Regions from separate parts of the Hordeum vulgare genome. Here region 2 is linked to region 1. Evidence: chromatin contacts called from public Hi-C data. All regions are on one chromosome and are shown on one strand. Each heading gives the region's core, a stretch centred on a gene start, on an enhancer-like site or on the middle of the called end of the contact. The rest is flanking DNA. Distances are from core to core; before and after follow the strand shown.

What was found. Hi-C and Micro-C count contacts between places; a contact is called where the count stands out from the background.
Region 2: a Hi-C map of leaf shows a contact between it and region 1, with 4 times the contacts expected there. The contact joins the promoter of LOC123443114 here to the enhancer-like site in region 1. A contact is called at or near these places in 4 of 6 Hi-C or Micro-C datasets (leaf and seedling) and 1 of 1 datasets of contacts at active chromatin or transcription factors (embryo).

The regions. Positions count from the first base shown.
Region 1 is chr3H:95,776,984-95,784,183 of MorexV3_pseudomolecules_assembly, reverse strand. No RefSeq gene overlaps it. Among protein-coding and RNA genes, the nearest start is that of LOC123439605, 66 kb to the left of the region's middle. Within about 2 kb of position 2,168, at least 2 of the 3 cell types and tissues checked have open chromatin away from gene starts, as enhancers often do. A contact at or near this core is called in leaf, where this site is marked.
Region 2 is chr3H:95,857,153-95,863,973 of MorexV3_pseudomolecules_assembly, reverse strand. It overlaps LOC123443114 (nuclear pore complex protein NUP35), which reads left to right and starts at 3,243. Exons shown (of 3, transcript XM_045119378.1): 1 at 3,243-3,815; 2 at 6,209-6,320. The coding sequence starts at 3,298. LOC123443115 (thioredoxin-related transmembrane protein 2) reads right to left here and starts at 3,114. Exons shown (of 11, transcript XM_045119379.1): 1 at 2,861-3,114; 2 at 2,712-2,756; 3 at 2,334-2,390; 4 at 2,083-2,152. The coding sequence starts at 3,070.

The DNA.
Region 1 (7,200 bases), core at 919-3,418:
TCAAATACATATCTACTTCTTAATATAAGTTGTACATTTTTCAAATAGATGTGGAATTTTTATGCATGGTTTATCATTCTTTAAATACGTGACGCCTTTTTTTATACATATTGTTCGAACATTTCTGTAATATATGTTAAAGAAATCAACACGTTGACCGCTTTTGTGAATCGTACAAACATTCTTTCCTAAAAGTACATGAACATTTTTTTATGTGTAATTCTTTTGTTAAATGTCACTTGCATTATTTTGAATGGTACGAAACATTTTTTACATTATATACACGTTTGTTTAAATACCACAAACAATTTCTAAAAGGGTGTGATCATTTTTAAAAGTCATGATCAATTTTTTAAATTAATGGTACATGTTTTTTAAAAAATTTATGCAAACAAACAATCTACACTTTGTTGTATTTTTCAAGCTAACGGCGAACTTTTTTCCAAAGTAAAGTGAATTAACTTTTGAAATATTTGTATTTATAATATATCAGCCAATACTTCGCCAGCCCAATAGTATTGACCTGGATCGCCTTTTAGGCAAGACCTCCTACTTCGTAATGTTCTGATGTGCTCCTATGTGAGCACAAACAGCTCTTCTGTGCTGCTCTTTGCGGCCAATAATCGACCTCCCGCACAAGCAATACCTGACTAGGCCAACCCAGTAATCCCTCCCACACACAGTGCGCCCTGAATCGACCAGCCCATCGCTCATTGTAGTGACACGCCTACTCTAGCCTACACTTGCGAGAAAATGGATATGTTGGTGTACTTGAAGTAGTGTGTAGAGATCAACACGAAGCATATTTAGGAGCTTCCACCAGAGTTTCCAGAGGTATTTTTTGATCCAACAACTCTTGAGGCACCAACTTGGAGGGAAGCTTTGGCGCCTGCTAATGATATTTACGTTCATCAGATCCATATGGCATCAGATTGCAAGGTGTTGATATACGACATCAAGTAAGAAAGTGCAACGAGATATGGTGCGATCTCTAGTGAAATCATTGGTCGTGCTACTACCTTTTCTAGGTGCAACTTTATTAACGATTTAGGAATTTGAATGGGGAAACTCATAATTTCGCGAAGCATGTGTTATCCTTTAGGGGCTAGTCGGCATGTTTGGTTAGATCAGCTCCCGTTTCTTACCTATATCCTTGTAAACATTGTGACGATTTCATAAAGCTTCATGACATTGTCAAAAAATATAAGTCTATTGTAGTTGGCTGTCTACTGTATCATTCTATTTTTATTTTTTCATTAGTTTTTAGAACAAATACGTTTTTAGAAGTGTGGACATATTTGAACACAATAACATTTGTGAAACTTGGGAGCATTTTTTCAAATTCACACATTTTTCTTGAAAAGGAAAACTTTTTTTTTGAAAAGATGATCATTTCCCCAAAAAACAAATCTTTTAAAACCCTCAAATTATTTTTGAAAATTCGCAAATATGTTTTGCATATATAAACTTATTTTAAACATCATCATTTTCTTATTTTATTTTAGTTTTTGTGGGAAAACCTTTCAATCTATTGATCTTTAATAATGATAGACGGGAACTAGACGGGAAGACCTTTATTCAATAGAACGGGAACTAGACGGGAAGACCTTTATTCAATCTTCTGAGAACCGTCGCCGTCTTGCCTTCCTGAGAAGAACACAAACCCTAACAAAACTATTATATATATATATATATATATATATATATATATATATATATATATATATATATATATATATATATATATACTTAGCCTTCCCACCGGCAAGCGTCGGGGTCCACTCCAACTCCCTGGCCCTAAGGCCATTGAAGACGGGGTGGACCAACGATGGTGTGGGCGGGAGGCAGATGAACACTAGCTCTTTGGGGAGGCGACGACCGGCTAGATGAGTTGCACATCAAGTTTTATAAAAACACACAAAAAATGCTTGAATAATTTAAAGGTGTTGTATTGAATTTTGTTTTAGAAAACTCGAACATTTTTTGAAAATTTAGAATTACATTTTAAATTTCCCATGTTTTTAGAAAGGAAACTCTTTTGTAAAAAGGAAGAAAAGTAAAACCGTTAAAAACTGAACTGGACCGCAAAATGGGACCCGCCCTGCTGGTTCGGCTCCTATGCGAAGCACCAGCAATTTGACGTCAAGTAGGATTTCCAAAGCAGAAAGTCGGGAGATCCTACCTGCCGCTCTGCGCGGCACGTAGTCGGGGACACGCACACGGGGTTCGTCCCCCGACTGGGCCGGCCCAGCTTTTGTTTCTGTCTAAGAAAAACATACATTTTTTCTTTTTTTCCTGTTTCTTTTTATCCATTTCTGCTTATTTTCTTTATTTCTTTTTTTAAAATCAAAAGGAAAATACATTGAATTTCTTGGTAATTTTTTAAAAGCATGATTTTTTTAAACAAATTTTAAAATGTGAACATTTTTTTAAAGCATGAACATTTTTTGAATCAAGAACAGATTTGAAAACAAGGAGTAATTTAGAAAAATATTGAACAACTTTGGGACCGGTAACAAAATTGTAAACTACGAATATTTTTGATTCTTTAGAACAAAATTTTGAAATGGAGAACAATTTTGAAAACCAGATCAAATGTGGAAGTGTGAACAATTTTTTAAATCACGAACATTTTTTGAATGTTGAGGACAAACTTTGATAATGTGAACAATTTTAAAAAATCCTGAACAAATTTATATAAATAAATAATTTTTGAAAATATGACATTTTTGGAATATTGCAAATTTCCAAAATTAAGAACATTTTTAAAAACAGTTTAGAAAATCAAGCACATTTTCTGTAAATCCAAAACATTTTTTAACAATCCATAAAATCTTTCAAAAAAGAAAATTTACTTTTTTAATTTGAAATTTTTTTTTGAAAATCCAGAACATTTTTTTGAAAATACTAATATTATATGAATCTTGAGAACAATTTTTGATAATGATAATAAATTTTAAAAATACTGAACTAATTTATAATTGTGAATGTTTTTTGAAAATACGAACATTTTTTGATTTTTCAGAACAAATTTCGTAAAACAAGAACATTTTTTGAAAACATTAAAAAACTCTAGAGCATATTTAGAATCCAGAACACTTTTGTTAAAATCCAGAACCCTTTGCTAAAAAGCAAAGACATTTTTAGAATTTGAAGAACAATTGTTGAAAATCCCGAACATTTTTCTGAAAATAATAGAACTATTTTCTAAAAATCCAGAACTTTTTCTAAGAAGTCAAAATCGTTTTACGAATTTGAAGAAAACATTTTGTAAATCCCGAACAATTTTTAAAAAATCCAGGACATTTTTTGAAAAATCCAGAACTTTTTTAAAACATAAACATAAAAAACAAAAAATAACAAAGAAAAAGTAAAAAATAAAAATAAAAACCAGTTCAGGGAACCTTCTAAAAGGTTTCCAAAACCTTAAAATCCGACTTAAAAAGTCTATAAGGTTCCCAAAGCCGGGATCTATGAAACGCGAGGCCGGCTCACGCCACCGTGTACCAAGCATCGACAACTGGACGCGGAAAATCCTATTTGACGCCTACTGTGTCAACATGTCCATCTTTCGCACTGGCCAGTTCTTGAAGCCAGCGAATTGGGCTAGCCCACTCAGATAGCCGGTTTTACTTTTCCAGTCAGTTTTTTCGGTTTTAGGAACTTTCTAGAAGATTCCTTAAACTGGTTTTACTTTTTTTCTTTGTGTTTAAAAAATGTTCTGGAATTTCAAAAAATGTTCCGGAATTTGATTTTTTTTGGAATTTAAAAAATATTCTGGAATTTGAAAAGATGTGCTGGAATTTTGTAAAAATGATCTGGAATTTGAAAAAATGTTCTGGAATTTTTATCAAAATGTTTCAGATTTTTTAAAAAGATATTGCAAAATTTGAAAAAATGTTCCGTAATTTGAAAAAATAGAAACAAAAAAAAGCTGGACCGGCCTAGTTGAGGGCGAGCCGAAGATGGGCTGGCCCAGTCGGGGGTGCCACCCCTGTATGGCGCACGACTCTTGACCCAACGCACGGCAAATAGGAGGTCTCATTGGACATAGTGAGCAACTTATAGGATTTTCTAGGAAAGTCTCGGTAGGTGTCGTCTTGGGTCCTTTGTGACAAAAAAAAAGGCGACTTCGGCTTCATCCTTTGATAGACGTCGCACACAAAAGAATTTCAAAAAAAGTTTGATAGACGTCGTCTAGTCTAGGGTGGACGTGCAGGCTAGAATGGGGCGTTGGGAGCCCTCAAGGAAAACAAAAACAAAGAGGAAGCTTGTTCATCGGTGGGTACGTCGAGTCGCGCATGGATAGGAACAAGATTCCTCTCGAGGCGAGATAAGGAGGTACAAATGCTCGACCATACATGGATAATAATAACTCTCTTCCATCTTTAAAAAGGGGATTCCGGTCAAATCACACGATGAGCCGCTGTGACGCTCCATAATCTCGCCGATTAGCAAGAGCACACATACATGCCCGTGGCCATATGGAGCTGGTGAGGGAAGGGGCTTGCGCAGGGAGCCGGTGAGGGGAGGGGGCGTCGACGGGAGCTGGTGAGGGGAGGGGCCTGCACAGGGAGCTGATACATCCATTTTGCATCATGCTTTTATGTTGATATTTATCGCTTTATGCGCTGTTATTACACTTCACGCTACAATACTTATGCCTTTTCTCTCTTATTTTATAAGGTTTACATGAAGAGGGAGAATGCCGGCAGCTGGAATTCTGGTCTGAAAAGGGAGCAAGTTTGAGATACCTATTCTGCGCAACTCCAAAAACCGTAAAAATCAAGGGGGAATTATTTTGGATTTTATGAAAAATAATGGACGGAAGAAGTACCACAGGGGCGCCACCAGGAGGCTACAAGCCTGCCAGGCCCGACCTACCCCCCTGGCCGGGCCTGGGTGGCTTGTGGGCCCCTTGTTGCCCCTCCGGCACTCATCTTTTGCTATATGGAGGGTTTCGTCCCAGAAAAAATGAAGGGGAGCTTCCGGAGGAGCCGCCGCCCCCACGAGGCGGAACTTGAGCAGAACCAATCTAGAGCTCCGGTAGGACGATCCTGCCGGGGAAACTTCCCTCCCGGAGGGGGAAATCGTCGCCATCGTCATCACCAACACTCCTCTCATCGGAGGGGACTCATCACCATCAACATCTTCAACAGCACCATCTCATCTCCAAACCTAGTTCATCACTTGTAACCAATCTCCGTCTCGCGACTCCGATTGGTACCTGTAAGGTTGCTAGTGTTAATTACTCTTTGTAGTTGATGCTAGTTGGATTACTTGGTGGAAGAGTTTATGTTCAGATCTTTGATGCTACTCATTACCTCTCTGGTCATGAATATGATTATGCTTTGTAAGTAGTTACTTTTGTTCCTGAGGACATGGGATAAGTTATGCTAATAGTAGTCATGTGAATTTGGTATTCGTTCGATATTTTGATGTGTTGTATGTTGTTTTTTCCTCTAGTGGTGTTATGTGAACGTCGACTACATAACACTTCACCATTATTTGGGCCTAGAGGAAGGCATTGGGAAGTAGTAAGTAGACGATGGGTTGCTAGAGTGACAGAAGCTTAAACCCTAGTTTATGCGTTGCTTCGTAAGGGGCTGATTTGGATCCACTAGTTTAATGCTATGGTTAGACTTTGTCTTAATTCTTATTTCGTAGTTGCGGATGCTTGCGAGAGGGTTTAATCATAAGTGGGATGCTTGTCCAAGTAAGGGCAGTACCCAAGCGCCGGTCCACCCACATATCAAACTATCAAAGTAACGAACGCGAATCATATGAACATGATGAAACTAGCATGACAGAAATTCCCGTGTGTCCTCGGGAGTGTTTTTCCTCCTATAGGACTTTGTCCAGGCTTGTCCCTTGCTACAAAAGGGATTGGGCCACTTTTCTGCACCGTTGTTTCTTTTGTTACTCGCTACTTGCTACGAATCATCTCACCACACAACTACTTGTTACCGATAATTTCAGTGCTTGCAGATATTACCTTGTTGAAAACCACTTGTCAGATCCTTCTGCTCCTCGTTGGGTTCGACACTCTTACTTATAGAAAGGACTATGATAGATCCCCTATACTTGTGGGTCATCAAGACTCTTTTCTGGCGCCGTTGCCGCGGAGTGAAGCGACTTTGGTAAGTGGAAATTGGTAAGGAAACATTCATATAGTGTGCTGAAATTTATTGTCACTTGTCACTATGGAAACTAATCCTTTGAGGGGCTTGTTTGGGGTATCTTCACCTCGAACGGAAGCACAAAGAGTTGCTCCTCAACCTGCTGCACCTACTGAAAATATTTGCTTTGAATTTCCTTCGGGTATGCTTGATAAACTGTTGGCTAATCCTTTTACAGGAGATGGAACATCACATCGAGACTTACATCTAATCTATGTAGATGAAGTTTGTGGTTTATTTAAGCTTGCAGGTATGACCGAGGATGAGGTCAAGAGGAAGGTATTTCCCTTATCTTTGAGGGATAAGGCGTTGACATGGTATAGACTATGTGATGATACTGGATCATGAGACTACAATCGGTTGAAATTGGAATTTTCATCAAAAGTTTTATCCTATGCATTTAGTACATCGTGATCGGAATTATATTTATAATTTTTGGCCTCGTGACAGAGAAAGCATCGCTCAATCTTGGGGGAGGCTTAAATTAATGTTATATTCATGCCCCAACCATGAGCTCTCGAGATAAATTATCATACATAACTTCTATGCTCGGCTTTCTCATGATTATCGCACCATGCTTGACACTTCTTGTACCGGTTCTTTTATGAAGAGAGATATTGACTTCAGATGGAATTTATTGGAGAAAATTAAACGCAACTTTGAAGATTGGGAGCTTGATGAAGGTAAGGAGTCAGGTATGAATTTCAAGTTTGATTGCGTTAAATCCTTTGTTGAAACAAATACTTTTTGTGAATTTAGCGCTAAGTATGGACTTGACTTTGAGATAGTAGCTTCATTGTGTGAATCATTTGCTGCTCATATTGATCTCCCCAAAGATAAGTGGTTTAAATATCATCCTCCCCTAGAAGTCAATGTAGTTAAACCCAATCCAGTTGAAGAGAGAGTCATTGCCTTTAATGATCCTGTTGTTCCCAGTGCTTACATTGAGAAACCACCTTTCCCTGTTAGGATAAAGGATCATTCTAAAGCTTCAACTGTGATACGTAGAGGCTACATTAGA
Region 2 (6,821 bases), core at 1,994-4,493, 79 kb before region 1:
ACTATGACTAGCATAATGGCTCATAACTTGACACACACAAAAATACACTTGGTACTCCGCTGTGGTGACTGCTGCAATGCCACTGGTGTCAGCATTGCCACACAGTATGTCACTCATATCAGAGCTAGTCAATGCGGATCTTGCTGGGCGTGGGAGTGTCTTGCCATGCTACATAGAACAAGGAAACAAAATTGTTCGCATTCTGCCTAAAGAAGATGGTCCCGATCTCATTTTTATGGTCCTTGATGTTATGCTACAAGCATGGGATGGATAATCTGATAAGAGTTTCGGCTAAAATTACGTTGCAAGTTGCAGCTGACACTTGTTCCATAGCATATATTCTTTCTCAGTGATCCAGTAGGAAACATCGTGTGGTATTTATTTTTCTTTACGGACTGAGTAATGTTTTAAGAAGAATTCCACATCAATAAAATTGCAGTTTAACAATTTCAGTTATTGAATATTAATTCATTCACAGTCTTTTATAGTCTAGTGCTACTAATCTCATGGCTACAGATTCGTATTGCAAACTTGGATGGGTGTTTGATGATCAGGGACACAGTGTAAGGCTGTGTTTGGTTGAGCTGCAAATTCTGAAAAAACTGCTGTGAGCTGTGAGCTGTGAGAAAGCTGCTGTGAACTTTCAGCTGTGGAAAAGTTGGAAGCTGTTTGGTTGAAACAACTGTCAAACTGTAGCTTTGTCTGTGAATTGTCCGTATTGCCCTGGATTAAGTGAAAGTCATCAATCCGTACTAACTGAAATTGTAGAATAGTTAGCATATTGACCTATTTTCATGAAAATAATTACAATGTTTATCACGGGATTGTAACCCAAAAATTTAAGCTAAAAGATGTGAGTTTACTTATTTTATGTGATTTTATTATAAATCGTGACTGTAAGAATATGACTAACGACCTACCTATGTATACCATATATGTATGTAATATGACTAATCGTGGACACATACTACTGTACTAGACAGTGTCATATCTCTGAAATTACCAGACAGTTTTCTGTCTCTCAAACTGCCAAATCTATCTCTGAAATTAACACACAGCAAGCACAGCCAGCTGCAGTAGAGCACGCCAAGCAGATCACAAACATAGCTGACTGGATCAGAGCTTGCCCGCAGCCGGCTAGCTTGGACGTCTGCAAGAAGATGAGGCGTCAAACTAGGGCAGCGACGACCTAGGACGGAACAAGAGGCGATCACCACGAATCTTGACGCCGACGGCCGCGTCAGTGTTTCTGGGATGCTAGGCGCGGGAGGGAAGTCGGAGATGGGGGACGCAGGCAACCGGAGCTGGGGCTTGCTCGAGGGGTGGAGGGATGGAAAGGGCTCGATGCACGAAGCCTGGAGGGGCGGCGAAGGGTCCGACCTGACGAGCAGCACCACGGCAAAGGGCCGGCCGGAGTGGCGGCAGCGGCTAGGAACCCTAGCCCGTGCGGGGAGGAAAAGGGAGCAGGAGGTCGTCAGTGCTGTTTGGTCAGGGCTGAGAGGGAAAAGAAATGAATCGGTATTGACTTGGGAGTGGCAGCGTGGGTAATTTTTGCCCAGAATCTGATTCTCACAGCCGAGAAGTTGGTTCGAGCCTGCTGCGAGCTGATGCGAAAACTACACTACCGAGAAGTTGTGGCTTTTCAAAATCTGCTGTGAGCTACCACCCCTTTGGTTCAGATTCTGCTTTTGCAAAGCAGAAGTTGGCTATGGAAGCCCAACCAAACACAGCCTAAGTAATAGACAGATTCAGTATGCAGGACAAGGGTACAAACGTTACATCATAACATCGATCAAACTAAGAGACTGCTACATAAACTAATATAACCTACAAGTTGTGTTGGAAAATGATTGAGAGCAGTTTAATCAAGCATTAAAAATAGCATTGCATGAATACAGATCCAGCAAAAATATGAACCACAGAATGAACACTGTAGGAGATTCAGAGAAGAAGGAAATTCTCCATTAAGTGCTCAAGACTTGAATGTATTGTCAAGGGGGTGATATAAAACACGATAGGCATTTTACTTTGCAGTTGATAAGAATGCACACCAATAAAACCCAAAGATAAATTAAAACATACCAATAAATCCCAGTAAGTAGCCGACAGTCAACCAATAATCAATAACAAAAGTAACCACCAACAAGAGGCCCTGCAAAGCAAAACAAGAACATATAAGAAGCATTAACATATTTAGCAATATCAACCGTAGTAGGGAACAACAATGTTTTTAAGTAACCTGGCTTACCCTTGCCTAGAAGTTACATAAAAACCCAAAATAATGATAAGTTGATAACAAATCAAGAGAACACAGCCATTCCATACTAACACACCTTTGCATAGAGCAATGAATCAGCGATGAATGTTTCCCAGTGTTCCTCCTTCACAATCTGGTAAGCATTACATTATGTGATCAGCAAATTACAGGCTTCATTCTCCATACAAATCATAGAAGTGCTTTTGAGAGACCTGCGTTTCAGACCTAACTGACCCCGAATGCATAGGTAAAAAATTAAAAAAAAGAAACATGACTAATGAGCATCATATCTCGTAGTGGCATTATGGTCACGCTAGCATAGCTAGGAAATTGTACATTTCCAGCTCTATTTCACACGCAGCTCAGTACTCCAACCAGTCGAATGGCCGAATTCCAGTATGGTACAGGGGAAATTTCACTCGGAAACACTAATGGTGGTCATTAAACACCGTACCTTCACCGTGAAGAGCACCAGGAAGACGAGCACCGCCTGGATCTCCTGCAGAAACAGACACAGGCGCCGATCCGCGTGAGCCAAAGCAGTTCAAAGGACCGGCGTGACGGCACGTTCCGGATCTAGAATCGGTGACCGCGGGATCTCACCCGTCGGATGAGGCGGCTGTGGAATTCGGCGTCGTCCTCGGCCGAGGGCGCCGTGGTGCGGGCCGCGAAGTAGGAGAAGAAGGCGATGAGGTGGAGGAAGTAGTAGGGCTCCGAGATGGCCACGTCGAGCCACGGGAACGGGTGCCCCCGCCTGCTCGCCCCGCCGCCCGCCGCCGGCGCCGACGCCTCCGTCGCCGTCGCAACCTCCATTTTTGCCTGCTTCAACTTTTTGACCCGGAAACAGTTACGCCTTCGCAGTAACCTCTCGTCTCGTGTGTTTCCCTTCAAGTAGGCCCCACCAGTCACGGGTCCACAAGTCAGTCGGTGAGCCTCCGTTGCTGACGCCTTCGCTCGCGTCGATAAACCCAAAGCCACACTCAGACAGACAGTCGATCGTGTCGCTAGGGTTTCTGCTCCTCCTCCTCCTCGCCGCCGCGATGAGCGCCACCAGGCCGGACCACCGGCGGCACCAGTCGCCGTTCCTGCGGGACCTCTCGTCCCCGGTATCCTCGTCCTTCCGCATGCCCCCGGCGTCCGTTCGCCGCGAGGCCCAGGCCTCCACCCCGCCGCCGCCTCCCCCGCTGCTCTCCCTCGATGACCTGTCCCGCCACTCCCCCTCCCCGCCGCCCCACGCGCCCCCGCAGGAGGCCATGTCCCCGTCGCCTCCGCCCGCTCGCGGGGGGTTCTTCTCCACCCCGCAGCGCTCCAACGGCTCCCCCTCCCCGGCGGCGTGGTGGACCCCCTCGAGGGAGGAGAAGGCCAGGGATAGTTCCCCGGTCGACGGAGTCGTACATCAGCAGCAGTCTCCGCCGACGGCGTCCGGGCAGCAGCAGCAGCAGCAGGTGGCGCTGATCACGCTGCCGCCGCCCAGGGAGGTCGCGCGTCCGGAGATGCCGAGGGATTCGGTGCTCTCCACTGGCCGGGTCGACGAGGAGGAATGGGTCACCGTTTTCGGGTATGTCCCCCTCTCCACTTGCTGACTCGATATGAAGAATGCACTAGATTATGATGGAATTTGTGACGTTGGGTTCATATAGTTGTGTATGTCTATACTTTAGGTGTTGTTGCAATTATAGGTAGGGTTGTTTAAGTGATTTGTAAGTGTTTGAAGTGGATCAGTGTACAAAAAATGGAGACTCGTGTATGTCTTGTATGCGGTATACCTGTAGGAGTTGTATGCAATCAGACAGAACCATGTGGTCATTGGGTGATGCAGTTTCGACATACCGTGATCTAATTGTGTTTTTGATACCAAGATTAGCTATATGAAATTAGCTAAAAAAACACCATGGTGCTTAAAATGATGATAATTTTAGGACATAGTACCATTATTATACTATTGCTGACTCTGACCAAATCACCGAACTCGTGAGCACATTAACCAATTCAGTTTCGCTAATTTTCTAGACTAGACTATATTTTGGTGGTTCGAGCCATCGACGTGTGCACTTTGTAGAAACCTCTTAGTATTTGTGATTGATGAAATTTATTTTCTGGCTTTTATAGTCTGAGAGCTATTCATTTTCAAGCTTTATGTGCCAATTGTTACAAAACAACCCTGCCCGCTGTGTCTGATGAGGAACTGTTAAAGTTCTCTTGTTATTTCACATGTGTATTAGGCTATGGACTGCATTTCCTGATTAACACATGCTGTCTGTATTATACAGTTACACGGTATATTTACGATTTGGTACCCTTGCACATTTGTTGGCTTTGTGATAGCTTACTATTGGCTATGTGTATTCTTCTGCGACCTTGTGTGAGTGGGAGTGATTTAATGTCCATATTCGATGGGTTTATTTCTGCCAAAGAATGATGGTTTTCTATGCTTTCTCATTTCATCATTTGTGCTCCTGTTACAGATACCTACAGTTAGTCGAAACTTAGCTAATCTGAAAGTAGGTAGCATTGTTTTTAATGTGTCGCCTAAGCGCTGAGGCGCCCCGGGATGGTAAGGCGTCCACCCTGCCTTAGATATGAAATGTATGGCTACTTCAGTGAAAGGTCCACTGTTGTCAGAGGTCTCTGCTACCGCCTGTTCCTCGCGGCATTATCATTGTGGCTGCTTCTGGGCCTTGAAGACGATGACCCCACCAAACCCCAACACTCCGGCGAGCATCCCTTTATGCGCCTGCTTCCCCTGTTCCTGTTGCCTTCCCTTGCCGGATCTACTCTGCTGTTGGGGAAGAAGGGATGCTGCGGTGAGGGAGAATCAGAGAAGGCTAGGGTCATGATCAAAAAGGATGAGTTTTAGGGTTGTGTGCTGCTACAACGAGGAAAGAGAGCAAAAGGTGTGCGGTGGCTGTGGTGAGGAAGGAGTGAGGATAGTGGAATTAGGTCACGGGACGAAAGTGCATAGGAGTTCTCAGGTGCTACGCCCCCCTATATTCAAAAATAATTTAGTAATTGAAAAAAAGTCAAAAAAATCCCGGAACTTTTTATAGAATCAAACATGACCAACTATTGCACTCGTATAAAAAGATTAAACAGGGAATTACTTTCATTGCATCCGGGATCAAAGATTTCCCAAAAAAAACTAGATAAAAGTACTATTCATGCTATATTGTCGTCATAATGTTGTTGTTTTTTTGCCCTAAGTCAACGTGAATAATTACTTAGCCAAATTTTTATACGAGTACATTACCTAGCCATATTGGATTCTAAAAAAGTTCTGTGACTATTTTACTCTTTTTTTTGAATTACTAAATTATTTTTTAATATAGGGGGGTGGAGCACCGAGTGCTCCTCATTCGCTCCCCACGGTAGGAGTATATAGCTACTATATGGTGTTTTGGGCCACAGGGAACTGAAGTGCATAGGTAGTGGCCCATCTCTCGGTCTTTCTTATTTTCCCTTGCATTTTATGTGTTAAACTGCTTGATTTCTCTGTTCCTTCTATATCTAAGACGTTGCCTTCGACTTACCGCCTCGCCTTACATGCTTCAAAGGTAAGGCGGGGGGGTTAGGCGCCTCGCCTCACCTTACTTTAGGAGGTTGAGCAATGAGAACAGCTGGTAATCTAGCAATAAATTGTTTTAGGAACCTTATGTAAGTTCTGCATCTAGGCGTTGGATACACCTATGATATCGTTGCATATGGAGACGTTTCTTGAACATATCAATAAGATGGCATCCCCATGGTGCCAGTTATATCCCTGCATCTGTTCAGCTTCTGATATACAGACATGATTATTATTGTTGTACTTGAATGTATATTTTCTTAAGCTATGTCGTTTGAAGCAGATCCTCTCCGATGCATGATCTAGTTCATTGGTTAATTTTCCTGTCCGGATTAAAATGTGCTTATGTATTCTTTGTCTGATCATGCTACTTGCCTTGTTTCTGCCAGTTTTCTGCCGGCTGATACCAACTTTGTACTGAGAGAATTTGAGAAATGTGGTTTAGTCTTGAGACACGTTACTGGTCCGAGGGATGCGAACTGGATGCATATCTTGTATCAGGTAAACTTGTACTTAATTGTTTGAGCACTGATACTTATAATATACAGATCTCTGTTTTTCCCTACTCATAATGAAAATATTAGCCTGAAAGTAATCTGATAGGATAAATATCATTGTGCGTGAGGGTGTATCCTCAAAAACATGGAGTGCTCTGGTACTCTGCCTGCAGACACCACTTCAAAAGTCATAAAAAACAAGAAAAGATGAAGATGTTCATTCAAATTGGGCTTGTGACTTTTTGGCCCATTATCACTGTCAGCACTGTCATTTGTGCTTCTTGAGCTACGTATTGAGCTTGCATTTGAAATTTTGTGACAAGATAGATCCATGCAGTGTCAGTGTTTTTCCAGAATTTTTAACGACTTTGATGGTCTGAAACATATGGGTGTATCGGGAGTATCAAAATCACAGAATCGGCTAAATACATCATATTTTTTGCTAGCTTATGTATTTGTTTATGAACTGATAATTAAAATGAAATGAAGACTGAAACAGACCGTA